Regions from separate parts of the Mus musculus genome. Here regions 2, 3, 4, 5 and 6 are each linked to region 1. The links are chromatin contacts, called in public Hi-C, HiChIP or PLAC-seq and promoter capture Hi-C maps. All regions are on one chromosome and are shown on one strand. The core of a region is the stretch at or near the end of the contact, and the rest is flanking DNA. Distances in the headings are between cores, read along the strand shown.

The links. Promoter capture Hi-C pulls out the DNA fragments that hold promoters and counts their contacts. Hi-C and Micro-C count contacts between places; a contact is called where the count stands out from the background. HiChIP or PLAC-seq counts read pairs in DNA pulled down with a chosen protein or histone mark.
Region 2: a contact with region 1 is called in a promoter capture Hi-C map of hippocampal neurons, with 5 times the contacts expected there. The contact joins the enhancer-like site here to the promoter of Fzd4 in region 1. A contact is called at or near these places in 2 of 39 promoter capture datasets (hippocampal neurons and pre-B cells) and 2 of 115 datasets of contacts at active chromatin or transcription factors (astrocytes and forebrain).
Region 3: an H3K27ac HiChIP or PLAC-seq map of DN3 thymocytes shows a contact between it and region 1, with 21 times the contacts expected there. The contact joins the enhancer-like site here to the promoter of Fzd4 in region 1. A contact is called at or near these places in 1 of 39 promoter capture datasets (pre-B cells), 4 of 115 datasets of contacts at active chromatin or transcription factors (DN3 thymocytes, astrocytes, embryonic forebrain and 1 more) and 1 of 9 other capture datasets (liver).
Region 4: an H3K27ac HiChIP or PLAC-seq map of extraembryonic endoderm stem cells shows a contact between it and region 1, with 7 times the contacts expected there. The contact joins the promoter of Ctsc here to the promoter of Fzd4 in region 1. A contact is called at or near these places in 5 of 39 promoter capture datasets (the C10 cell line, embryonic stem cells, hippocampal neurons and 2 more), 2 of 484 Hi-C or Micro-C datasets (the Ba/F3 cell line and embryonic stem cells), 6 of 115 datasets of contacts at active chromatin or transcription factors (acute myeloid leukemia, astrocytes, embryonic stem cells and 3 more) and 1 of 9 other capture datasets (adipose tissue).
Region 5: a promoter capture Hi-C map of liver shows a contact between it and region 1, with 4 times the contacts expected there. The contact joins the enhancer-like site here to the promoter of Fzd4 in region 1. A contact is called at or near these places in 9 of 39 promoter capture datasets (the 3T3-L1 cell line, 3T3-L1-derived adipocytes, the HPC-7 cell line and 5 more) and 1 of 115 datasets of contacts at active chromatin or transcription factors (bone marrow-derived macrophages).
Region 6: a Hi-C map of uterus shows a contact between it and region 1, with 2.5 times the contacts expected there. The contact joins the promoter of Tmem126b here to the promoter of Fzd4 in region 1. A contact is called at or near these places in 2 of 39 promoter capture datasets (embryonic stem cells and pre-B cells), 3 of 484 Hi-C or Micro-C datasets (cerebral cortex, rod photoreceptor and uterus), 3 of 115 datasets of contacts at active chromatin or transcription factors (astrocytes, large pre-B cells and stem cell-derived neural progenitor cells) and 3 of 9 other capture datasets (adipose tissue, liver and macrophages).

Annotation. Positions count from the first base shown.
Region 1 is chr7:89,402,345-89,406,466 of GRCm38.p6, forward strand. Fzd4 (frizzled class receptor 4) reads left to right here and starts at 2,022. Exons shown (of 2, transcript NM_008055.4): 1 at 2,022-2,627. The coding sequence starts at 2,343. It also overlaps a transcript of Tmem135 not described here.
Region 2 is chr7:88,128,932-88,133,053 of GRCm38.p6, forward strand. Grm5 (glutamate receptor, metabotropic 5) reads left to right here. Exons shown (of 11, transcript NM_001143834.1): 11 at 1,050-4,122. The coding sequence ends at 1,938. Among named protein-coding and RNA genes, the nearest start is that of Gm24249, 44 kb to the left of the region's middle. Within about 2 kb of position 1,735, at least 71 of the 459 cell types and tissues checked have an H3K27ac peak or open chromatin away from gene starts, as enhancers often do. A contact at or near this core is called in forebrain and hippocampal neurons, where this site is marked.
Region 3 is chr7:88,204,264-88,208,385 of GRCm38.p6, forward strand. No RefSeq gene overlaps it. Among named protein-coding and RNA genes, the nearest start is that of Ctsc, 72 kb to the right of the region's middle. Within about 2 kb of position 2,463, at least 133 of the 459 cell types and tissues checked have an H3K27ac peak or open chromatin away from gene starts, as enhancers often do. A contact at or near this core is called in DN3 thymocytes, astrocytes, liver and 1 more, where this site is marked.
Region 4 is chr7:88,275,982-88,280,103 of GRCm38.p6, forward strand. It overlaps Ctsc (cathepsin C), which reads left to right and starts at 2,104. Exons shown (of 7, transcript NM_009982.5): 1 at 2,104-2,393. The coding sequence starts at 2,222.
Region 5 is chr7:88,303,629-88,307,750 of GRCm38.p6, forward strand. The region is part of intron 5 of Ctsc (cathepsin C); the gene reads left to right. Among named protein-coding and RNA genes, the nearest start is that of Ctsc, 28 kb to the left of the region's middle. Within about 2 kb of position 2,298, at least 10 of the 459 cell types and tissues checked have an H3K27ac peak or open chromatin away from gene starts, as enhancers often do. A contact at or near this core is called in liver, where this site is marked.
Region 6 is chr7:90,474,309-90,478,430 of GRCm38.p6, forward strand. Tmem126b (transmembrane protein 126B) reads right to left here and starts at 1,687. Exons shown (of 5, transcript NM_026734.2): 1 at 1,587-1,687. The coding sequence starts at 1,667. It also overlaps a transcript of Dlg2 not described here.

The DNA of each region.
Region 1 (4,122 bases), core at 772-3,271:
CTCTGTGGCTTACTATGCCCAGTGTGTTTGTTCTGTTTGTCTCCTATGTGATCCTAGAGAATGGGGATCACGTATCAATTTAATCTATTCATCTAATTTGTTCCTCTCAAACAATGAATAGGTCACTGCTTTCTTCATCTGATTATTTATGCAATCCTGTAAGCCAGTGCCACCAGTATACAGAGGACTCAACCTGGTCCTCAACTCCTGGAATCTTGCCCTCCAGCTTCAAAAAGGTTGGGCTCTGATTTGGTGGGTCCTATCATTGCTAACTATTGCTTTGGTTTAGCCTCAGTTCCCCAGTCTACTTAAAGGGCCAAAACATTCTTTACCAGATTATGACAGTGACTGGAGAAGATGGAGCTTCTATATGCCAGTTCCAAGCACAGAGGCAAATACACAAAACAGCCGATTCCATTCTTTACCCTCAACCAGGGCCAGTCAAGAATAAGAAAGCTAAAGCTATAAAATTTGAGTGCATGTATCCTTCCAATTTATACCTTACCTCAGCTGTGTGCCAGAAGACCAACTGAAATGGGAAGGCACAAAGAACTCAGAAAAACACAGGCAGGGGCTTAGGCAAACAGAACTGAAGGAGAGGGGAGGAATCCCTTTACTTATTACCAGTATCCTCAGAATTTAGCACGAGACTGATAAGCAAGGGGTAGTCTTACGATCTACATTTCACGATCTGTCCCAGATATAAACAAAAAGTGGCAGCCGAGTTATTATAGAGCATTATTCATCGGTCACTGTGCTAGATGATCTACACTACTCCGGTACTGAGAACCGCTATGTGACAGGAGAGCATGGATGGACTTCACTCAGAAACTGGCCTACTGCGTGGCCAGTTGGAGGCTCCTTTTAGTCTCAGCAAGTAACAAGTACATGGTTTGGGAAATCACCTGCTGAGAGTTCCACTGGCCAAATGGGAAGCAGAGAGAGGGTGGACCCAATACAGAGTCCTTTCTTTGTGGGTGAAGAAGAGAGAAGCTGGATTGGAACACGGGTGGGAACATCTGCCGACCCCCAGAGTGCCACGGAGAGCAAGAATGGGAACGAAAAAAGTGCAGGATGCAGGGGAAGGGTGTCCCGGGTCTGGGAAGGGGCGTCCTTGGGGCTTGTGCGCCTTCCTCGCTTCGAGTGCACAGGTCAAGCCTCTTCCCTCCCGCGCTCTTACCCTCCCAACCTTATTTAGAAACCGTGTCCCCGAGACAGGAAGGGCGGCGGGCCGAGAAGCACGGAGCGTCCCGGCCTCATTTCCTTTCGAATCCCCCTGTGGAATTTCATTTCGTACGGTGAGGAAATCGGAGCGCGAGCCCATCGGCTGCTCTGTTGCTCCGGAGCGCCTCCCCCACGGCGACTGCAGACCGGCTGCTCCCGGCGCAGGTCGCGCCGAGTGCGGGGCGGGGCCGGGGGGCGGGCGCCAGCCCCACTGGCTAGAGGTGAAATTTTCTGCGAACTGTACCAGGCACCAGCTCTAAGCCTTTCAGGCTTTATCGCTAATCCTCCCAAGTCACTTTACGGATGAGGAACCTGACGCGGAGAGGTTGGGCAATTTGCTCAAGGTCACACAGCCAGGATTTAAAGCCACAATCTGTGTAAACCCCAAATACCGTGTTCTTTGTGTTCATTATTTTGCTTGATACAGAGGTGGCCACGGGGCCGGAGGTGACAGCTGTAAGGGGAAGGACGTGAAAGGGGCATAGATGTGGGAGCACGTCTCACCTGAAAGAGAAGAGCAGGTTGGCTGGGCAGGAGCCACGGGGCTCCATCGCCGCCTGGCCACAGCGTGCAATGGATCCGGGTGGGAGGACGCCGAGCGCCGGGAAGCCAAGCGGGGCGGGGCGCCTCTGGAGCGAGCAAGGGAGAGAGGATCAAGCCGCGGGCGGGGGCCTGACCCTTACAGCAGGAGAGGAGCCCCGCCCCTTCCCGCCCCCTCTGACCAGGGGGGGCTTTCATTGGACAGTCGCGTTGTCCGTCCCGCCCCGCCCCCGCCCTGCGAACCTCCAGCGCCACAGAGCGCTGGGGCGGTGAGAACAGCGCGGCGTAGAGTGCAGGCGGGCTTCGCCGAAAAGCCGGACTCGGCCGGCGCCGAGTTCTGGGATCGCCGCCTGCAGCCATGACCCTAGCAGTCCATCCCTCGGCCCGGGCTCCGGACGTCTGATATCCCGCACATTCTCGTACAACTGCTGGAGAGGCGACTGCTGCCCCCTTGTCGCCCTTGGCGCCTTACCGCATTCCCTATCCGGAGTTGGGAGCAGCGCGGCCACCGGCGCCCCTGTGCAAACTGGGGGTGTCTGCTAGATCAGCCTCTGCCGCTGCTGCCCGCAGCTCTGGCCATGGCCTGGCCGGGCACAGGGCCGAGCAGCCGGGGGGCGCCTGGAGGCGTCGGGCTCAGGCTGGGGCTGCTGCTGCAGTTCCTCCTGCTCCTGCGGCCGACACTGGGGTTCGGGGACGAGGAGGAGCGGCGCTGCGACCCCATCCGCATCGCCATGTGCCAGAACCTCGGCTACAACGTGACCAAGATGCCCAACTTAGTGGGACACGAGCTGCAGACAGACGCCGAGCTGCAGCTGACAACTTTCACGCCGCTCATCCAGTACGGCTGCTCCAGCCAGCTGCAGGTGGGTGCCCCTACCCCCATCCCCGGAGGACTCGGTAGACAGAGACTCCCAAACTCCTTCCTTGGAATCCCTGACAGATCGAGCCTCCTGGTCCCTTCCTAACTTGAGGGTACAACTCCTGAGAAAGTGATTTCCAACCCGCACCCCACCCCCCACTTTTCTGTCCCTCTTGGAGACTGGAAGCCAAAACGTTGTGTAAGTCATCTGGCCCGCGAAAGAACCTATTCTTACACCCCGCCCTTCCGTTTTTCTCCCCTGCCCATGTCTGGCCAAGCCCCTAACCCCAGTGGAGTTGAGGGCTATCTTTGCCAAGGATTCCGGCAGCCGCTGCTTGGTGGGCGAGTCCTGGCAGGGCAGCGGGTTGCACCTAAATCTTGGAAGGAGTGATAAGGAGACAGAACTTCGCCCTTCCAGGTCGCTCATCGACCTCCCTTTTGCCTGTATTTTTGGGTGTAGGTTACCAAATAAAACATCGCTGTCTGTTTTCTGCAGAATGCCCCGCCGTCGTCCTGCACTTTTTAGAGGTCATACAGGAAAGAGTGGTTAGGTTGGCCCGAGTTCTTTCTTGTCCTTAACGTTGGAGGCAGGTTTAATTTTTGGAAGGACTGAAAAGGCTCCAGGAAGGTAGTGTGCATATTTGAAAACTTCTTTTTTCCTTTTCTTTTTTTCCCTCCTTTTCTTAACAGTCATTAAGATGTTAAAACTTTGGTAATGTGTAATGATATAGAAGTTCTTCCTACAATAATAAGTGAAAAGTAATTTGCATATATAACATAGTTATAATTTCTCTTATACAGCTAACTTCAATGGAAAGTAGATTGGAATGAAGTTTTAAAAACTTAACACTCTCCATGTTTTGGTTGGTGAGGCTGAGTGGCTTTTATTAATAAAAAAGAAAAAAAAATGGAGGTTAGAGTTGTCCAGGTTGAAACCTTAAGAAATCTATAGTTCTGGCTGTAGCGAGATAAGAAACAGACATACGGTTTATTTACAGGCTTGGGTTTTTACATCGGTCGCTGTAAAAGCTGAGTTGTGGTTTGGGGAAGATGGTTGGGATTAGACCTGTTGCTGGAGAAATATCCCTGTAGAGGTTTCAGGGCTTCCAAACTAAGTTATAAAAGCTTAGGAAATGATCCTCTCACTCTTAGCCTGGAAACAGCACACGGTTGACATCAGTGGCAAGTTGGTTGGAGAAACAGCTTTTGCAGGGATATATATTTTTAATTACATGTATCCTGGGGAGGCAGCCAAGTTGTTTTGAAAGACAAGACTGGATCCCTTTACATGCTGGAAAATAGTTACTTGTAACTCTAGACTTCATAGACAACATCTGTAAGGAGCCAAGGAGACTGTTTATCAATGCTGGAGGAATTGAGGACAGCAACTGGACTCTCCCCTGCTGCTATTGCAGTTTCAGGGAGTTAACATTTACATCTTCCTATTGTGCTTCATTATTAATCATTGAGGAATTGCTAGCCAAACAAATCCCTGAAGA
Region 2 (4,122 bases), core at 485-2,984, 1.3 Mb before region 1:
CTTGTTTATACTGGGTAGAACAATACTGGCTGGACCAGAGGTAGCAGGCACCCTCTCATCTTCAATTTATCTTCAAAAAAGATCCCTCTATGAGCTATCCCTGAAAGACATGTATTATCCTCTGACCACCATAATGTGTCTGACAGGAGCATCTATGTTCTGATGGCTATGTAACAGCCATTTTGGCATGAAGAAGGATGCAGATTCTGAAGTTGAACCATAATGTACATCCTCATTAGCGTAGCCTTCAGAGCACAGGGGCTGCCTGGGAAAAGAAAGCATGAAGAAGGCCTTCAGAACTTCTGTCACCAAGGCAACACTTATCAAGACCCAAATTTTAGATTGCTGTACTAGGCATTCAAGGCCATACACAACAATTTCTCTGGTGGAATTATTATTCAAGTTGCAGCCTAAAAATCAAAGTTATAAGAACTCCTGTGGTGTAGAAATTTTTAATTAATTAGAGATGTGTGTGTATGTGTTCATTAAATTCATATTTTCCAGCAGATAAGTCAGACTAAATAAAACCATGTTTCAAAATCAGGAGTTCACACAGCAATCAATCCCTAAGTACATATGCCCACCTGCAGAATAAAAGCTGAGTTGGAGCTACTGCCCACTACCTGGTAATCTCGATTCTTCCACCTCTTCCTCCCTCTTATAACTGCTGGTGAGTTGAGGTCTTGGTTTAATTAATGTTCCCATCTGGAGGCTGCTAAACCTAAGAAGCCTGTGGCTCTGTGCCATGCTTTTCTATACACATCGTGATGGTACCAACCTCCACATTTGCATTTGCAGCACAAAGCATATCTGTGCTCATGGTGAGGTCTAAATGCCTGCAGAATACTGACAAGCAGCCCTATGTCCGAATACTTGATCCCCTTGCTGTAATAGCACAAATGATCCCTCTTTCCTGATGGGTCATTCCTTCCAGGACTACAGAATGACCTTCCTGCTCAAATCCCCATCACCTCCCACCATTGGGGAAGCTACATGGAAGGCTGCTAAGGCACATGCTGAGTCACCTCTCCACTCTTTTCTCTCCACAGCTCCAATGGAAAATCCGTGACTTGGGCCCAGAATGAGAAGAGCACCCGGGGGCAGCACCTGTGGCAGCGACTGTCTGTCCATATCAACAAGAAGGAGAACCCCAACCAGACAGCAGTCATCAAACCCTTCCCCAAGAGCACAGAGAGCCGCGGGCAGGGTGCAGGGGCAGGTGGTGGCTCTGGCCCCGGTGCAGCTGGTGCTGGTAGCGCAGGATGCACAGCGACAGGCGGCCCAGAGCCACCAGACGCCGGCCCCAAGGCGCTTTATGATGTCGCAGAGGCAGAGGAGCGCTTCCCAGCGGCTGCCAGGCCGCGCTCGCCATCGCCCATCAGTACGCTGAGCCACCTGGCAGGCTCGGCGGGCCGCACAGACGACGACGCGCCGTCGCTGCACTCGGAGACCGCTGCACGCAGCAGCTCATCCCAGGGCTCGCTCATGGAGCAGATTAGCAGCGTGGTGACGCGCTTCACCGCCAACATCACCGAGCTCAACTCCATGATGTTGTCCACCGCGGCTGCGCCGGGGCCCCCTGGTACCCCTATCTGCTCTTCCTACCTGATCCCCAAAGAGATCCAGCTGCCCACGACCATGACGACCTTCGCAGAGATCCAGCCTCTGCCGGCCATCGAGGTGACCGGAGGAGCTCAGCCGGCGACAGGGCCATCACCTGCCCAAGAGACGCCCGCAGGAGCTGAAGCCGCCCCAGGAAAACCGGATCTGGAGGAGCTGGTGGCCCTCACTCCACCATCGCCCTTCAGGGACTCGGTGGACTCGGGGAGCACCACCCCAAACTCTCCAGTCTCCGAATCGGCCCTCTGCATCCCATCCTCTCCCAAATATGACACTCTCATCATCAGAGATTACACGCAGAGTTCTTCATCGTTGTGAGCCACTGGAAACATCCCTGGGATAGGCCTGAACAGCAGACCTCGGTGTTCACAGATGGGCGCAGTGACACCCATAGTCACCCCAACAGAGAACCTGAGGTGAAAAATGCCAAGGGCACACACGGTGGAGACATGAGATCAATAGTGCTAATTCATGACAGCCGATGACAACACCAACTACACATCTTCTGGCAGATTATCTTCTAGTGGCCTTAGAAAACATGGGCTTTTAAGAAACACTGCTTCTATTTTTTTGGAGTGCTGACCAGGAGTGGATTAAGCAGTTACAATACCAAGTGCTTTGCTCCGAGGCAGCAACAGTGTGAAGCAACATCCCGAACAGTAAAAAGTGGAGTTAATAAGCAACTGTGGACAGTCTTGTTTGTTTACTTCATTTTCCCAGAAGAGTCTTTGATTCACCAAACATTGAATGTACATTTTCTAACTAACTCAAAAAAATCTGGGACCAAAAAGTCAACCTTTCTGTTTTGTTTTTTTTTTCCTTTTTTCTTTTTTCTTTCCTTCCCTGGTCCCTCCATTCAGTAGACCTTGAGAAGCTAGTAGTAACTAGGGCCGGCCCAGTATTTACTGAGCTTGTGAGTCTCCTGAGTAACACAAACGGGTAGTGAGTGTTGTGTTAATGAACAAAGAGTTTCTAGCAGAGACTTTCCAAACAGGCTGTGAGATACTCTTCCAAAAGCCTGCATCCTGGATTCCATTAACCAAGAAAACCAGTGCAAGATTTCTGGACTCTTTCACCATGTTGCCAATCAATACTGGAGTAGCAAAAAACAAAAACAAAAACAAACAAAAAAACAAAACAAAAAACAAAAAATATTTTCTGGAACACTGTTTTTTAATTCCCTCACTGGGGTGCATTGTGTAGCTGGAAATTCTCTTTGTAATAATAATTTGTGAGCTATAGCCTGGCTCTCTTTCATGATACACAGGCACTCCTCCTTATAAATACCCTTCCGTTAGTGTTGCAAGCTCAAATAGTAAGATACGCAATGAGCTTCCTTGTTTCTTTATTTGAGAACCTGATATACAAAGAGATCCTCTGTTGTTGGTGGCTGTTTTGCCCCCAGTCCCACCTATGGAAGAGTGGTCCATTGACCTGATGAAGATATTACAATTGGAGGGACTGATGTGGAAATTAATAAGAGTAACAGAATCTCAATACAGGAAAGTCAGCATAGCAGGTGTTTTTGCTATGCCCATAAGTAGTGATTTTATCTTTTCTTGGCTGCTTACATGGGGCAGCTATGAACTATGACAAATGTAGATTTTTTTTTCAAAGCAATACAGAGTACTAAAGCAGAGGAACCTTAATATCAACCACTATCTTTCTCAGCCATTCCAGAAAAAAAAAAGGCAAAGCAATTACTATTCCTTTACTTTTTAAAATAGTAATTAGTGTGGTTTTGTGCACTTCATACTGTCACTTTTTAAATACTGCAGAAAAGAGTTACAATAACATACAGGATTTGGTGGGCTCATATAGGTAGAAACTGTAACTCAAGACCTGAATCTATGGTCATCTTTTTATTAGTCACATTGCAGCTATCCTCAGGTACCAAATGTTTTTGATTTTTAAATAAAGATAGTAATAAAAGAAGGAGGTATTCTATAAATTTAAAGTTCAGTTGGCCCAGCCTTATATTAAAGATAGCCTTATGAGAAAGATTTGCCATGAAACAGAAGTATATTTTTGGCAGAGAGAAATTTAAATAGAACTTTAAAATTCTTATTTCAATATCCTTGATATCATTCTCTCTTTTTTATTGTTGTTTTACATGGTTTTTTTTATAGATGTTTGGGTTTATTTTTTGTTTGTTTGCTTGGTTTTTGCTTGTTTGTTTACCATCTGATTTAAACAAATTGAAAGAGTAAGTTTATACTTTGGCATAATCTGTCATTCTCCAGTTTTAAATATTTAAGGTTATAATAACTATTGACATTGCTTTTCTGATACCTGTCCTTATTTGACATTTTAAATCAAATCTTCCACATTAGCACATTAAAAGCTAACAACAACTCACAAACATATTATCTTAAAGTGAATCAAGCTTCCTAAATAAGATACGAAAATAACATTGAGAGCAATATAATCCCAAATAGTAATAAGATTCTTGAAACAGAAAAGAAATCTAGCTAACTTGCATAGCTTCATTAAAAGAAAATG
Region 3 (4,122 bases), core at 1,213-3,712, 1.2 Mb before region 1:
ACAGAAGATGCTCCATGAATACATAAACAGCAAGAAGTTTGGAGTCTCCAGTGTGGAGCTGGACTAGAGAACAGAGCTGGTTGAATGGAAATAAGAACTAATGGAGATGCCTTAATTTTGGGAAGCTGAGTTCAAAGGGACAAGAGGTCATGGGTGAGGACAGAAATCTTATAAGACTCAATAGAAGTGAGAGAGTAGGTGGAGGAAATCAAACTCACTCTGATGAGAGAGACATAGATAATTGAGTACTGATAAATTCAGTATCTGTTAGTCCACTGAATTTAATATATTATATATAGCATATAGTACTGAAGATCTTCATTTATTCTCATTTTATAGGATAGAAGTTTGCATTAGAAAGTTATCAAATAAAAAAAGAAAGAAAGAAAAGAAGAGAGGAGAGGAGAAGAGAGGAGAGGAGAGGAGAGGAGAGGAGAGGAGAGGAGAGGAGAGGAGAGGAGAGGAGAGGAGAGGAGAGGAGAGGAGAGGAGAGGAGAGGAGAGGAGAAAAAAATACAGAAAAGCTTTCCAGGACTCAGTCAGCCAATAGAAAAAAACCATTGGTGCTTTTGAAATTTGAACCCCGAGCTCTGAAATACTCCACCACAGTCAAAGTAAAAGCAGACACTGGTAGTTTTCATGTAAGGCTATGCTAGCCACATGGAGCATTAGAAGTCTTGAAGAGGCCCCATGTCAAATCTACTGATCAAAATCTCTATTTATTTATTTTTATATATATATATATATATATATATGTATATATATATATATATATATATATATATATATTGCCTTAGAAATCTGTTAGCCTTCTAAAGTTTCAAAACTTCAGAGTTTGAGGAAGGACATAACAACTGGTCTGTAGAACTTAAAAAAAAAAAATGGTGACCCAATCACAGAAGAACACACATGATATGCACTCACTGATAAGTGAATACTAGCCCAGAAGCTCAGAATACCCAAAATACAATTCACAAAACACGTGAAACTCAAAAAGGAAGACCAAAGTGTGGATACTTCAAACCTTCTTAGAAGTTGGAACAAAATACCCATAGAAGGAATTACAGAAACAAAATGACCAGCCAGAGACTGACTCACCTGGGGATCCATCCCATATACAATCACCAAACTCAAGACTCTATTGTGGATGCCAACAAGTGCTTGCTGATAGGAGCCTGATATAGCTGTCTCCTGAGAGGCTCTGCTAGTGCCTGGCAAATACAGAAGTGGATGCTTACAGCCATTATTGGACTGAGCACAGGGTCCCCAATGAAGAAGCTAGAGAAAGGACCCAAGGAATTGAAGGGGTTTGCAGCCCCATAGGAGGAACAACAATATGAACTAACCAGTACCCCCAGAGTTCCCAGGGACTAAACCACCAACCAAATAAAACACATGGTGGGACTCATGGCTGCAGCTGCATGTATAGCAGAGGGATGACCTAGTCTGTTATCAACAGGAGGAGAGGCCCTTGGTCCTGTGAAGGCTCTATGCCACAGTATATGGGAATTCCAGGGCCAGGAAGCCAGAGTGGGTGGGTTGGTGAGCAGAGGGAGTGGGGAGGAGATAGGAAGAGTGGGAAGGGAATAGGGGGAGGAGGTTTTTGGAGGGAAAACCAGGAAAAGAAATAGCATTTGAAATGTAAATAAAGAAAATATCTAATAAAAAAGAAAAAGAAAGCCAGTTGACTAAGGGCCTCCCCTGTCTTTGATGTCAGATAAGGCCATCGTGCTACATATGCAGCTGGAGGCATGGTTCCCTCCATGTATACTCTTTGGATGGTGGCTCAGTACCTGGGAGTTCTGGGAGGTCCAGTTAGTTAATATTGTTCTTCCTGTGGGGTTGCAATTCCTTTCAGCTCCTCCAGTCCTTCCCCTAACTTTTCCATCAGGGTCACTGGGCTAGAGCTGTGGAGTCAGGCTGGAGTGGGTGTGTGGGTGGAGTAGCACCTTCACGGAGGCAAAGGGGAGAAGGGGGATGGGAAGGGGGTGTTGTGGAGGAGTAACTGGGAAGGCAGATAGCATTTGAAATGTGAACGAATAAAATGATTACTAAAAAAGGAAAGAAAGAAGAAGAAGAAAAATCCTTGAGTTATTTAAAAAGGTAAAGCTGCAGTAGTGTCCTGTGGCATACCAAAGTCACCTAGAAACTTCACTAGCAATTTGAAAACAATTGCAACACATGGCTAAGCTGAGAACTTAGGGCAAATAGCACCTTTTTTTTTTTTTAATCACATGAGCACACAGCTGTCCTCTAAACAATACAGCAAATATTTGTGGACCTAACCTCAGTGTTAGAGGCTGCTACTCCTGATTCTAGTCAACCCCCTTTCCTGTGGTGTGGGGTTTTGTGGTTGCCTTTGCCTTTCTTTCTCTTTTGCCTTTTTCTTTACACGTATGTACAGCTCTTCTTTCTGAAGTAAAAAAACCAGGCCCTGGCTCTTAAGGTTTTACATGTCACAGACTGCTGCTCTAACACAGCTGCTCTTCTGCTTGCCACAAAACCATCTTCTCTGCTTCTCATAGCCCACATTTGTTTTCATTTTATTTTTTTATGTTAGCCTTGTCTTTTGGTTCACATGACATCATATCCTCCACCAGCATCAAATTATACCACAGATCCTTGAAAACAAACTGTACAGATAATAATAATAATAATAGTAACAACAACAACAACAGGAGGAGGAGGAGGATTAAAGGGAGGGAACACAGCTCTGCCTGTTCAAGTCAGGCGTTCTTTTACTTTCCGAATGCCATTGAAGCAAAGCTTCCTTTAACTGACTCCTCTGCTGCGTAGGAACGACCCACGGCCCACAAAAGAGCTCTGCATTCCCTCCCACGGGCGCTGCTTTTTCTTAGGCAGCAGATTGTTTTCTGGTTGACTGCTGGGCAACAATAGTTGGTGCATGCTGGCAGGCTCTCAAAAATGGATCTAGGAGGAGGATGGGGAACAGAGCAAATTGATGCCGTAGGTTTTCACTCAATAATTCCTTTCCATGGTCCAGGTTTACATGGGGGCTTCTGTTACCAATCTTGTGTGATCTTTTTAAGGATGCCTTTGTCTCTGGGTGACCTAGCAGCCGTATAGAACAGTAGTAAATCCACAGACTGCCTGTACCTTCTTCATCAGCAACTTTCTTCCTATTCTCACCAGTACCTGCCCCTGCTGCCAGTAACTGACTGGGGATATGATTGGCTCTTTTAGATTCTGCTCTATTCTTAACAGTATTGAAACTGGTAATTAGGGTAGAGGACTATGGAAACTGCACAATGGCTCTGCTAAGTATAACATGAAATGGCTCCAGGCTATTCTTACATCATAAAAAAAATCAGTAAATATGTAAATCGTTTTCACTTCCTCTTTTGTTTCTTGGAAAAAGGCAGAGTAGGAAGGAGGAAAAAGTAAAAGTGTATAGTAGTGGTAGTGGTGACTTGCAGAAATTAGACTGAGAAGATATGAAAACAACTGTGTTGAAAACAAGAAAACCAAAATAGCGTCTAAAAAGGAAGGCAAGCCAAACTTCTCTTGATAGCTGTAGAGCTTTAGTGTGATTTGGACCCTTGCTTGTACTCAGTTATTTATATACCCAGTGTTGGGCTGCAGAGATGGCTTGGAGATTTAAGAACACTGTCTGCTCCTTCAGAGGGCCTGGGTTTGATTCCCAACACCCACATTAACAACTAAAAGCCATTTGTAACTTCAGTTCCACAGATGTGAAGGCTTCTCATCTCCAAAGACATAAGGCACATATGTGATGCATAGACATACTTGCAGACAAAACACCCATATACATACAATTAAAATATGTAATCTAATTCATTAAAATATAAAGTACCCACTGTTCAGGTAATGAGTTCCAATAAAAGAGTAACTCTCAGTTATTTATTTCTGGATGCTCACTTTTAATCATTAATTTATTTAATTATTCAGTAAGTATTACTGAACATCTGATATGATCAACAGATTCAAGGAAGAGTCAAATAACATAATTTCTGACTTCATGTTGCTTACAATCACTTATCACCTATCTATCTATCTATCTATCTATCTATCTATCTATCTATCTAATCTATCAACTATTTGTCATATATCTATTTATCATCTATCTACCACCTTCATCATC
Region 4 (4,122 bases), core at 854-3,353, 1.1 Mb before region 1:
GGAGGAGGAGAAGAAGGAGAAGGAGAAGGAGAAGGAGAAGGAGAAGGAGAAGGAGAAGAAGAAGAAGAAGAAGAAGAAGAAGAAGAAGAAGAAGAAGAAGAAGAAGAAGAAGAAGAAGAAGAAGAAGAAGAAAGGCAAAAGACAGTAACAGATCTACAGATTGTGCCACAGCCAGACTTCAAGTCTGAGAAAGTTCCTGAAGATGCTCCCTAAACTTCAAATTGATTTTGTATCATCTAAAAGACTGTTAAAAAATACACTGCTGAAAAGAAATGCTGGAATTTACTTCAACATTCTCTGGTTTGGCAGAGGTATAAGGTAAAACTCAGAAACTTGCATAACTTAGTTTATAAACTGGCACTGGAATTACACTTCCTGAGCCACACTATACAGTACCATCTCGGAGGCCCAAGGACAAGTGTGTATTGCTTAGAAACTCATATTATCTTATATCACTCAACATATACTAAACTTTGGGGCGTGCAACTTGCACATGTTTCTTGCTGATTCTCCCTAACTGGCAATGACATTTGACAAGTGATTCAACTCTCTAAATCTCCATTTCCTAATATCAGGATGCATTCATTAATCCAAAGTGACCCACAATCTTTGCCATTGACTTTAGAAAGGCTGCTTTAATTTCTTTTTAACAAGTAAGTGTTCTACTTTGATTATGTCCATCAAAGGAATTCCCAGATCCCACGTTTAGCTCTAAGATATGGATCATTTAGTAAAATGTTTCAACAACGACAAACTGTAGAAATTTAGGAAAGTGATGCTATCTGTAATGGGGCCTTTAAAAGAAAATGCTAGCTTAATTATACAATGTCAATTCTTAATCCTATAAAGGCTTTTGAGATCTAGAAGGTGTCAGCTCCTCCCCATTTAGCTCTTGTAGCCTAGTTTCATATGAAAGAACACTCTAGCCCCTTAGTTATCAAGAAGGACCCCTATCAAAGTGTGCCTTCAGGCTTAGAAGCCTGAGTGTTTTTAAAGCAGAATTCAGAGACAGAAGTGGTTTGTTCTTCAACCACATTGCTTCCTCGGACTGCATGTACTCAGTGGAAAAAAAAAAAAAAAAGTCTGCACATAAATATCTGTGATCTGTGGGATGGGGTTTAAAAAGAAACAAAGTGCACAAGCCTACTAGGTCAAAGAGGCTCATCAAGTCTGCCTGGTTCATCTCTGTATTCTCAGATTAGCTCAGAATGATCATGATCCCAGCCAACAACAGCCAGGCAACTCAAAACAGCTCTCACAAGAGCAGGATGCTTCGCTAAAGATTACTACTTAACAATTGCAGGCAAGAAGACTGACAGAGGAGGCAAGGTTCAACTATGCTCCCTTCAGCTCGCCCTTGGGAAAGCCTGACACAGGAGCTCAGAAGACCACTTCATCCTGAGCAAGCTACTTCCTCTTTCTCTAATTCTTGCTTTCATTCTGAAAACAGAAGGGCTTGAGCAATGTGATCACAATGTGATCACCCCAGTCACCCGCAACCCCCACCCCATTCAACTTAATCCTAATAAAGTTCCAGGGAGGGAAAACAAAACAGATTCACCCAACCTGTAAAGGTTCACTACAATTGAAATCTTCGGGTAAACAGGCAGACCGGAAACCAAAGAAAACCCTGAAGATAAAAAGCTAGATTTGGTAAATGGAACAGAAATTCTCAAGACTATCTTAGGTTAGCTAGTAAAGTTTTTCCACGGAGTCAGAAATGCAGGAAAGTGCACCAAAAACAAGAGAAAGAGAATTAGCCTCAGTAGACTTTAAGACTCTTGTCAACCCTGTATTGCACAGGGTAGATTCTATTTTAATCACACTGGCATTACAAAACACCGCTACAGAGTTCTCAGCTTTGGCGTTCCTTGAAAGGCAGAGGTCCCCAAAGGCCACTTTCCTTCTTCCTCCTAGTGGTGCCTGTCCCCACCCTACACTGTCACTAACTAACTTCCTCAGGCCACCTCGTGCTGCCTCACCTAGTCACACCCTGTCCCTCCCTACATCTCAGTCACTCCACGCCCCCGTCCTCACAGCCTCGCCGCTCCTCCCCCACCTCATTCTGTTCTCACCACCCTGTAACCCCGCCCCGCGGACCCTGGGTTTCCGGGCTCTTGGGTATTTTAAGGCGGGAGCCACTAGGGTCGCCTGACTGCCATCGAGTGGTGTTCCAGTTGAACTTGCTTTCTCTGCCATCTGCTCCGCGGGCGCCGTCAGCATGGGTCCCTGGACCCACTCCTTGCGCGCCGTCCTGCTGCTGGTGCTTTTGGGAGTCTGCACCGTGCGCTCCGACACTCCTGCCAACTGCACCTACCCTGATCTGCTGGGCACCTGGGTGTTCCAGGTGGGCCCTAGAAGTTCCCGAAGCGACATTAACTGCTCGGTGATGGGTAAGCGGCTTCCCAGGGTCCCGAGTTGTCCTTTTCTGTCCCTGAGTCCTTGCCTTGGGGCCGGCGTTTCTGGGTGACTGGAGAGTTAAGAGCTGACGAACGGCCCCTTGGGGGATCAGAGCCAGGGCCGCTAAGTTGAATTTGAGCTGCTGAGAACTTCTAACTTTACACTTATTTTCCTGATTATCTCACAACTCATGTTCAAGGAAACGCGCCCCTGGTTTTTTACTTGTTTTATTTGCTTTGATTTCTTAGAAGCGAGTGGAGAACTGCTTTCTTGACCCTTCACTCAGGTCTGACAGGTTCTTGTTTTTAAAATTCAGAGTCTTGACTGCTGAGCTCAGACTCTAGGAGTTAGCCTTTTTTTTTTTTTCTTTTTTTTTTTTTTTCTTTTTTTTTTCTTTTTCTTTCTAATGGGGGCGCTCCTTCTTTCCCTGTGAGGTAGTGGGAAGAGACCACTTCAAACTGGGCCTGTTTTATCTGCTACTTTCCTTGACATTTCTGGACGCCTTGTTTAAGGAATTTCGAGAGATATACAAAAGCTTTTTCCTGTCTCTTTTGTCACATTTTACAGTAGTGTTTGGATATGACGGAAGCAAACGCAATGCCTAACACTTGGCTCTCAGTGAGTATGTAGTAAATGAAGACTGGGGCATTCCACGTGCCTCGGATATAGGAAAACAGTAGTACAGATAAGAAGAGTGACACTTATGGTCTCCCCAGTCAGAGTTGCACAGAGAAACTCAACTCTGAACTGTAGTTTTCTTGTGAGTAGAATAAATGCTGTCATATATCCCACCTCCCCTGCCTCCAACAAGGAGTCATTTACTAAATTCCAGGTGACTGGGTTTAGCTTAATCCTGGGTGGTGTCTACAATTGTTTCTTTTCTAAATTTGAGCATGGAGATGAGGCAGAAGGGAGAGAAAAGGTTTGCATCGCCTTATCATATGAAGTCTCTGATAAGTTATTCCTTCACGGTAAAATGAGCTAATTCAAGCCAGATCAGGGACCTATCTACCTATCTGTCTGTCTATCTATCTATCTATCTATCTATCTATCTATATCTCAGGTTTATTTGGAAACTGCTTTTGGCAGGGGAGGCAAGATCACAGATCAGGGAAACAGCCTTGGGAAGGGAGACAGAGGAGAAGGGGAAGAGATTGAAAGTTCCCATGGAGAGAAGGTCTGAAGATAGAAAGGACAAGAGGCCGGGCAGTGGTGGCACACACCTTTAATCCCAGCACTTGGGAGGCAGAGGCAGGCGGATTTCTGAGTTCAAAGCCAGCCTCGTCTACAGAGTGAGTTCCAGGACAGCCAGGGCTACTCAGAGAACCCTGTCTCGAAAAACCAAAAAAAAAGGAAGGACAAGAGACCAAAATGACTGGATTATATAGGGAAGAGCCTCTGGTGGAAGGGCAGCCCAACCCTTAGGCTGGAAAGTTCAAGGTTTGGTACACCAGGTAGGGACATAGGGATACTGGAAGAACCTGAAGGTCAGGCCTGCCTTGATGTGTAAAATATGCACTTAAGCCCCTGGGGTGGGGGTGGGGGGGGCTTGCTGAAATCCAACAGTCTCCATCTAGCTTGTTAATCTGAAAGAAAGACAGAGACAGACAGAGAGAGAGAGAGAGAGAGAGACTAATGTGTAAAACTCTAAGATGGACACAGCTGAACAGCTGAATAGCCTCTACCTATAAATCTACTTTTGACTCTAATCCAACAGTTAAA
Region 5 (4,122 bases), core at 1,048-3,547, 1.1 Mb before region 1:
CTCTAGAGGAGATGTAAATCCTGAAATGCATTACTTTGCCATTTTCTAGAGAGGGAAGTGAAAGTAAATGGCAAGTAATTGATAAACCAAATTTTTGATACGTAAAAAGGTCCTGTCCTCAAAATAAAAGGAGAATAGGTCATTGGGAACTAAACATGTGTCCATGGCCTGGGACATGGTTTCTCTGAATGACACATTCTATGGTAGGGATCTATTATTACATCATAGACATATGTTATGTAGCCACAGAACAAGAAAAAGTTAAAAATGAATTCACTTTGCTAAATCTGTTGGTGGAAGCATAAAGTAGGTGGGTTACAGCAAAGATTGCAAGTCTCAGGTGCTATCTACTGAGATTCTTGGATTTGGGGTTGATGGAAACTAGCGGTTTACTATTAACATAATTAATACATTCCAAAGTAGTTAACTTATAATTAAAAGATATCAGTTCAGATACAGTTGTGGTATGTAAATAATTGGTGAGACCACTAAAGATAGCCCAAGAGAACCTGGGTTCTCAAACAGTTTCTTAGAATTGTAAATGTTCTAATCACTCACCCAGCCTGCAGAGGATTAAAACTTACCTAATTGTCAAATAGATCTGGTACCAGCTAACTTTCTGTCATCTTGACACAAACTAGAGTCTTTTGGGAAGAGGAAACTTGTTGAGAAAATGCCTCCACCAGCTTATGAGTTTGCCTTTAGGGCATTTTTCTTTTCTTTGATGATTAATGTGAAAGGGTCCATATCACTGTGGGAGGTACCAGCCATGAGCTTGGTGGACCTGGGCACTATGAGAAAAGCCATGAAGAATAAAAGCCAATAAGCAAACCTCTTTAATGGCTTCTACATTAGTTCCTGCATTGAGGTCTTGCTCTGATTTCCCTTCAAAATAGGCCATTACGTGGAAGTGTAAGATGAAATAAACCCTTTCTTCCACAAATTGCTTGGGCCATGGTGTTATACCAGAAAAATAGAAACTCTAACTAAAAAAGAATCTCTGTCAAGACCTACTCAAGAAGATTAGGGAAGTAAGGAATATCCTCTGTTGGTTTCATTATTGACAACAATAGTAGCTTCCGAAGACTTAGTGTTTAGAAGGATATACAAGCAAAACTTTAAAACATCACATAAAACATCAGAAATGGGGTTGTGAAGTTCAGTGGGGAGGGATGGAGTTTATCTCTACATGGAAGAATAACATGTGCTATGAGAGTAATCCAGTGGAAGGGAATGAGACATTTTGAAGGAAATTCGTTGGTGTTGCTTTCCTGGACAATTGATAAAAGCTTTGATAGACCCCAAATCTCCCCATTCTTTGTGTGTTCTAAATATAATTTCTGCAGAACAATGGAAATTTCAAAACAGAAGTCATCTGTGAACTGATTGCTTTGCAACTGATCTGTCACCTTCACTGTCATGTCAGGTGCTTAAGGAAATAATGTAATTAGACATTCCTCTTCTCACTTCTTGATACTTTTCTTAGACTTCAGAATGGGAAAGATACTTCTTGTCTCTTCTTGTTAACTGAAGTACTTGGAAACACAGAATTCCAAATTAGGCACAGTTAAGGGAATTCACAGCTTTCCTTTATGCGGTGAACAGATTAAGATTAAAGTCAAAGGAAATACTGGAAAGACAAATGGAGTTTTATGTTTCCACTTTAAAATAGCTGTAAAAATGCCTTATAGCTAGATTTACATTGAGGTATAAGTGAAGATTGACGATAGAAAGTTAAGGGAGATAGATTTCCTTTCTTTTCTTCCAGGTCTTATTAGTCCTGGGAGAATGAGAGTGGCTCTCTGGGGTCATATTAAGCATGGTGGCGAATTTTCCTGATATTTAGAGTCCACTCTATTTAAGTCTTGGTTATAAATGTTGCTCATTAGACAAGGCCCTTAGGTTGTTCACACTACCTAATCTATACTTGCACAAGAATGAAGAGAAATGCCACAGGCTAAATGATTTGCCCTGGCTCACATGGCTAATGAGGGGCAAAGAAGAGAGGCAAGGACTGTGGCTCTCCTGTGCTGCTGCAGTGGGATTCCTATTACTGGGGGATGTGTACCATGTGGAAACCATGTTCTACCTCTTTGGAGATGGAATCATTTGCTGAGATTTCTGTTAGTGAGGCCCTTTCTCACTTATTGTATTATAGTCATCTTAAACACTATGGATTTTGAGGAATCTAAACCAGGTTATGTTTTTGAAAGGAAGCAGTCATTGATTAACAGTTGACAATCTTCCCAGAAAGTCAGATACTGAAAGCAAATTCTTCCATTCCCGTGAGTTCAAAACAAAGCACTTTCTGACCCATGGGCTGTACTTATGACCTGTCGCTCCCATTGTTGCTGATGGTCTGATAACGTGGGTTTAATGATTAATACTTACAGGTTTTGTTTTGTTTTTTCTCTGCAGCTGTTAAAAGCTGAAGAAGATGCACTGTTTATAGATAGGGTTTAGGTGTCTCTTTCGAGCAATAGTATCTTTGGTTAATTGGTCACACATCTATGCTTTGACCTTATCGTATTTTAAAGAATAGTCCAGAGGAAGTGTTCTCTAAATGCTTTAGAAACCAACAAATCAGTTACTCATCTTCTGTGTGTTGTCTATCTTTCAAGGATGCAAGACCTGAAATAGACTTCACAAAAAAACAAAAGCCAAATATGAAAAGAAAACACGTACGTTTTTGTTTTTATTTTTGTTTGTTTGTTTGGCTCTGTGGCTAAGGAGAAGAATAGACAGTCTCTCCCCTTACAGAGCTTTATCCTCTATTCCCAAATAAGCAAAGTTGTAATTTAAACTTACAGTTATTTTTAAAAACATGCAAAGGCCATGAACCCAGCACGAAGAGAAACAATAGGATACTAACATCTGCTGTCAGTAGCTGACAGACAGGTCATTGCCTCAGTTTCTAGGCCTCAGATATCAAGTGACTAGATTATAAAGTAATGACTTCTAAGTCAGCATTACAGGTGTTTATCTTCTCATCTTTAAAGTTTAGATGATCATTCATCAACTACAGCAGTGTATAACAAGAACAAATATGAGAGTTTTAGAAGGGAGATTTTGGAAAAAGATCAGACGTGACAGTAGTTAATTAGAAAGGTTCTTGGCAGATTGGGTTCAGGGTCTTGTGGCACTGAGCCCTGTAAAAGGAGGTTCGCATCAGCATCCAACGTTCTGTTTCCTCTAGAGCTCAGAAACAAGTTGTTGGCTGACAGTTTCCTTGAGTTTCCATCATTTCTGGGTTGTAAATATGTGCTTATTCATCATGGCTTGACTCATTCTTTCCACAAACATGCACTGAGCTCCTTCACTGTGTCCCATGGCAAGACAGAGCACTTGAGGAATTGCCGGGCTTAGTGTGAGGAAAAACAATCCAAGTATTTCAAATAGGGTTTACAGCAGTAGATTGTGAACAACATCCTGACTTTTCTTTGTTTCCAGGTGCTTCAAAAATCATTACCCAGAGAAGGGAAAACAGTAACCCTGATAACATGTAAAAGCATAAACATTTCCATAGTGCTTTTTAAAAAAATATAAGGTGGCTACCAAATTATTGATAATCAGATTTATTAAAGATACCTCTATTTCAAAAATTAGCTAAATTGACTTCATAAATCTTTACATTCACAATGAAATGCTTATCACTTTAATAGCATTGTAAAACTAATATAATAATTTGATGATAGGCATCGTGTGTAGAAGTGGCTTTATTTTAGAGGTGGTATAGGCATATGTGATCTTTATACTTGTTGCCGAGATCGGAGAGGTTGTGAGAAAGTAGAAGGATAAAGCTATATTCATTTGTTTAAAAATTATAGCAAAGGCCAGCTTTACAAAGCTTTATTTTATATGCTTATTTATTTTTACCCATGCAATCTGAACAAACTTAGAATAACATTGCTCATATGCATTATTTCATAATATGGCATTTCCTTTTTCTTGTAATGGCACCTGGCTTCCAAGAATATGCTTTCAATGAATTCCTTTGGCCCTTGCCAATAGGTCCAGGAGTATCTTTTATAGGACACTCCTCCCACCTCTTAGCACTAGAGCTTGGAATTTCAACATGACTTTTGGGTGAGCTCAAGCAGTCTACTGTATTAGAGATTACTT
Region 6 (4,122 bases), core at 437-2,936, 1.1 Mb after region 1:
TCTGGCTATACATAAGACTTTTGGGTCTCTGGAAACACTTGTTAAATCCTTTGGTACTATGACATTTTATGTATCTTACGAGTATTCCATTTCATTCAAACAAAGATATATGGACACTTCCTACAAATCCAAAATTCTGGTTTTAAATATTTACTTATTTCATCAGTGAGATGTCTACTGATTCAAAGTTCAGTGCTTTTTATTTTTTGCTCTACATTTTCTAGATTAATCCATGAGAAGTTATAAAGTCAAAGGTTCATTACAGATGACATGCTAACATTTATAAGTGATGAGCATATAATAAGCCTAAAATTAATGAAAAAAAAAATGGAGCCTGACTCCAGGAAATCAACACACACAAAGAATGGGTTCCTTGATCTTCTTAAGGTGGTATACAATTGATCAAAAGACCAGTATTTCTGCCTTAATACAACACAGCATTTAAGTCAGTTCTTTAAGATAGCTGAGAAGGGGGGTGGGCAGAGCAGGCATAAAATACTTTACAAATTATATTTTTTTGGGGGGGACTAGACTTACATCTTTTGCTCCCCCCTCCTTCTGCTATCCAAATGGAAAAATGGAAGAAGAAATAGTATTTTCTAAGGAGGATTCTCTAACCAATCCATCTAGTGTACGATGAAGGCAGATATTAATAGCATCATGGCTAATCAAAAAAACGTAGAGAAATTTTTGTTCTGTTCTCATCCAATTCCCTGAACAGCCCTCTTCACCACCCACAGAAAATTTCCAGGCCTTTAAGACAGCTTTGGGGAAAAGGGTACCCACAATTATGGCTGCAGGACAGTCAATATTGAAATAATCAAAAGCAACAGCAAATATTTTTGGCATCTGGCATTTGCAAGGGTTTCACTACACTCTCCTTAATTAAGGAGATATAGATTATTAACTTGCCCAGAGTTTTTTGTTTTGTTTTGTTTTAACTTATTTTTGTGCTGTTGGTATAGACGCCTGGGCTTCAGGCCTGACAAGTGCTCCATCATCAGATTCCAAGGAAGTCTTTCAGCAAGAACTGAAAATGAAGATTTTTGCCACAACCAACGTTTAATCTGAGAGTTAAGGAAGTTCAAAGTCACTCAACTGATTAGATCACCATCCTTATACACGTTAAGTGCATTTGTGTGGGCGTATGGCCTGCAAAGTGTGTGTGTGTTGTATCTTTAAGTGTATTATTTGACCTTCAGAATTTTATTCAACATGATTTGTCCAGCCGTGGTGGATATTAGGTTCTCGGGTAATCAAAAAAGTGAATGCATTCAAGAAGCCATCATAACCTTGCGTTAAGTCAGAACACATCAAATCAATAAAATGCAGGAGACTTAAACAGAATGAGAGAACTGGAGGTCGGGCCGGGTGGGGTAAGGCGATAAAGTATTTGTAATTGAAGAAAGGTCCTCGAGAAAGAGAAACAAGCTGCATTTAATCGGCGTAGACTTCAGGTCTACGCTGTTCGGAACTAGAGATTTGATTACACTCTACATAAAGTCGGGTTCGGTTCTATTTGCTCAAATCCTTCACGTGCATCATCTCCGAGGAGGCGACCCACACCACCCTAGATTTCCGCCTACCTGGGGTGCTTCCCTATTTCCCTCCTGCACAACACCAGCAACCTTCGACTCGGACCAACTTGGTCGCTGGGACGCCGCCATCTTAGCGCCTCACGTGACTGACAGGAGGGCGTGGCCGGAGCGCCTGGGGCGGGACTTGCAGCTGTCTGACAGCTCGTACCTTTAGTCCGGTACTCCCCCACCCAGTCAAAAGCCGCGCCCTCCAGCCGGGCGGAGGTTGGGCGTGGCGTCGCAGAAGTGCGATCTCTCATTGGCTCCGAGGAAGGCTCAGGGTCAGGGGCCCGCCCCTAGCCAGCCTTGCCTTGTCCTCTGCCAAATTGTCAGCCTGGCCAACCTGAAGGGAACCAGGGGCGGTTCGGGCGCAGGCCTGTTGCTGCGCGCCTTCTTCTCAGGGCGGCTGGGGTAACCGAGCCCTGGTAGTTCCTTCGGCCCGGTCGGTGTGTTAAGGCTGTGGTTTCTAAGGTTCCTCCTCAGAGCCTCCAGCCCGTCTCCCCGGCGCGGCCACAGCAGCACGGGCTAGCCTGCTCTCTACAGTCTTCAGTCCCCATAGTCCACCCTCAAGCCCCGCTTGGAAAGGGTTCAGTTAGAAATATCCCTTTTCCCTGCTCCCCCGAAGAGCCCTGGTCGGCCAGTGTTTTAGGGGTGGATGGTGCTGCGAGGAGGCCAGGCGCGCTTCCGTGCACGTGAAATGCCCAGCAGCGTCTGCCAGACCCGCAACCCCCGACCCTCCAGTCTCCATGTCTTAGGCAAGCCAAATTCGAGAGTTATATAATTTCTAGTGCTGCTGTTTCTCTTGCCCGAGGAAACACTTCATCGCTTGGAGGGTGCAGGACATTTCGGTGCTCTTCTGTATAAGATCGGGGTGTGGGCAGGGGTGGCCAGCGGTGGCAGAGAAATGTCTTTTCTGCAAAAGGAAGGTGGGTAGATTGGAGAGAGACTGAGAAAGGGTGGATGTGGAAGCCAAACAGCTGCACTCTCATTTAGGAAATCGCGGACTATTTGCATAGTGTGTGATTGCATGCCTAATACTACTACAGCGTCTCTGAAAACACCTTTTGGGGAAGGTTTGGTTTCTCCTTTCCAGCAGCCTCAGTGTTTTTCTTCGCCGGATAGGAAGCTGCTTGTTTGCGAAGAGATGGCATGATGTGAATGACTCCAGTGTGAAGAAGTCTGCTTCGCCAAATCATCCTGCATCAAGTGCCCATTGAATAGCACTGTCACTTTAATGTCTCCATGCCAAGGGATTGCCTTCCTTCTTTTCAATCCTCTCAGTTAATACACAGGAGGATCAGGATCTGAGGGGCATTAAGGATCAAGCCTTGGGGGCTTGGAGACCACAGAAGAAAAATAGGAAAGTGACAAGCTGGATAGTGTTTTACTGAGGGGCGAGAAACAGAACCAGTAAATAGAAGGGGGCCTTTGAATCTCTCTTTTGCCCCCAGAAAACTGTCCAAACTCACACACCCCTGAAAAGACTAGAGTAAGACGTTTTTAAAAGTGTTTTTGAAGGGGAAGTTTAAACTTTTTCCTAAAAATTGATGCTCTTTATTACGAACCATGTCGAACATGTATAAATTAATAAGTCAACCGTCCTAAAATTGGTTTGTGCCTTAATTGAGTTAGTTATTGAACATCTAAAAGTGTTGCTGCCTGAAGAGGAGTTTTAGTAACATTTTCTATGCATAAGATAACTTTCTCAGCTTTTAAAACAAGAATATATATTTTACAAAAATTGAAAAACTTGCTATTTTTTTCTTTGAAGACCTTGGGCAGTGTAATGTTTGGTTGTGGAGAAAGGCATCATTTTTTTCTTTATTTGAAATAGAAGACTCAGCCTGGATATCAAGGCTGAACGGTGAAGAGATTTGCAACAGTTAACCTGGTTCCATCTCCATTCAGCTGGATCAAGCAGAGACTGAAACTCAGAGATCTTGAGTCCAGAGTCAGTGGAGAGACCCAAGAATGCCAGTCAAGAAGAAAGGTGGGCTATGAGGTTCATACATAACATATGATTTTCCTTTTTCTTGGCTGTGGTTTTTGTAATTTAAATTGTATTCTATTGCAGGGCAAAATTTTGCCTGGTTTTGAGTAAATATTTACTGCAATGAATATCTGCTCAGTAGTACCTTTTCAGTAATATTTTATTATAGTAAAGTTAAGGTAATACTATAGACATATGTAAATTAATGAACCAGGTAGTTAATGTCACCATTTGTAATCAGAATAGATTCGGTGCTATAGGTTTGGGGTTTAAAGCTCAGTTTAAATAATCTTTTAAAAAGAAACTTGTACAGTGGAGTTTTTCCCCATGAGCTTGATACTTATTGAATGATTATGTAGGTGTAACATAAGGCAACATTTGTAAAATCATAGCTTTATTTCTTATACTTAAAAATAGACTTCATATTTGAGTTTATTCCAGTGTATGTCTTCCCTTCCGTGGTAATTCACAACTTTGATAGTTTATTTTATTATTCAGTAACATGTTTTGGGAAATTCCCTCAAGTAAAGCATATACTTGCTCTTTTCTTCCTTT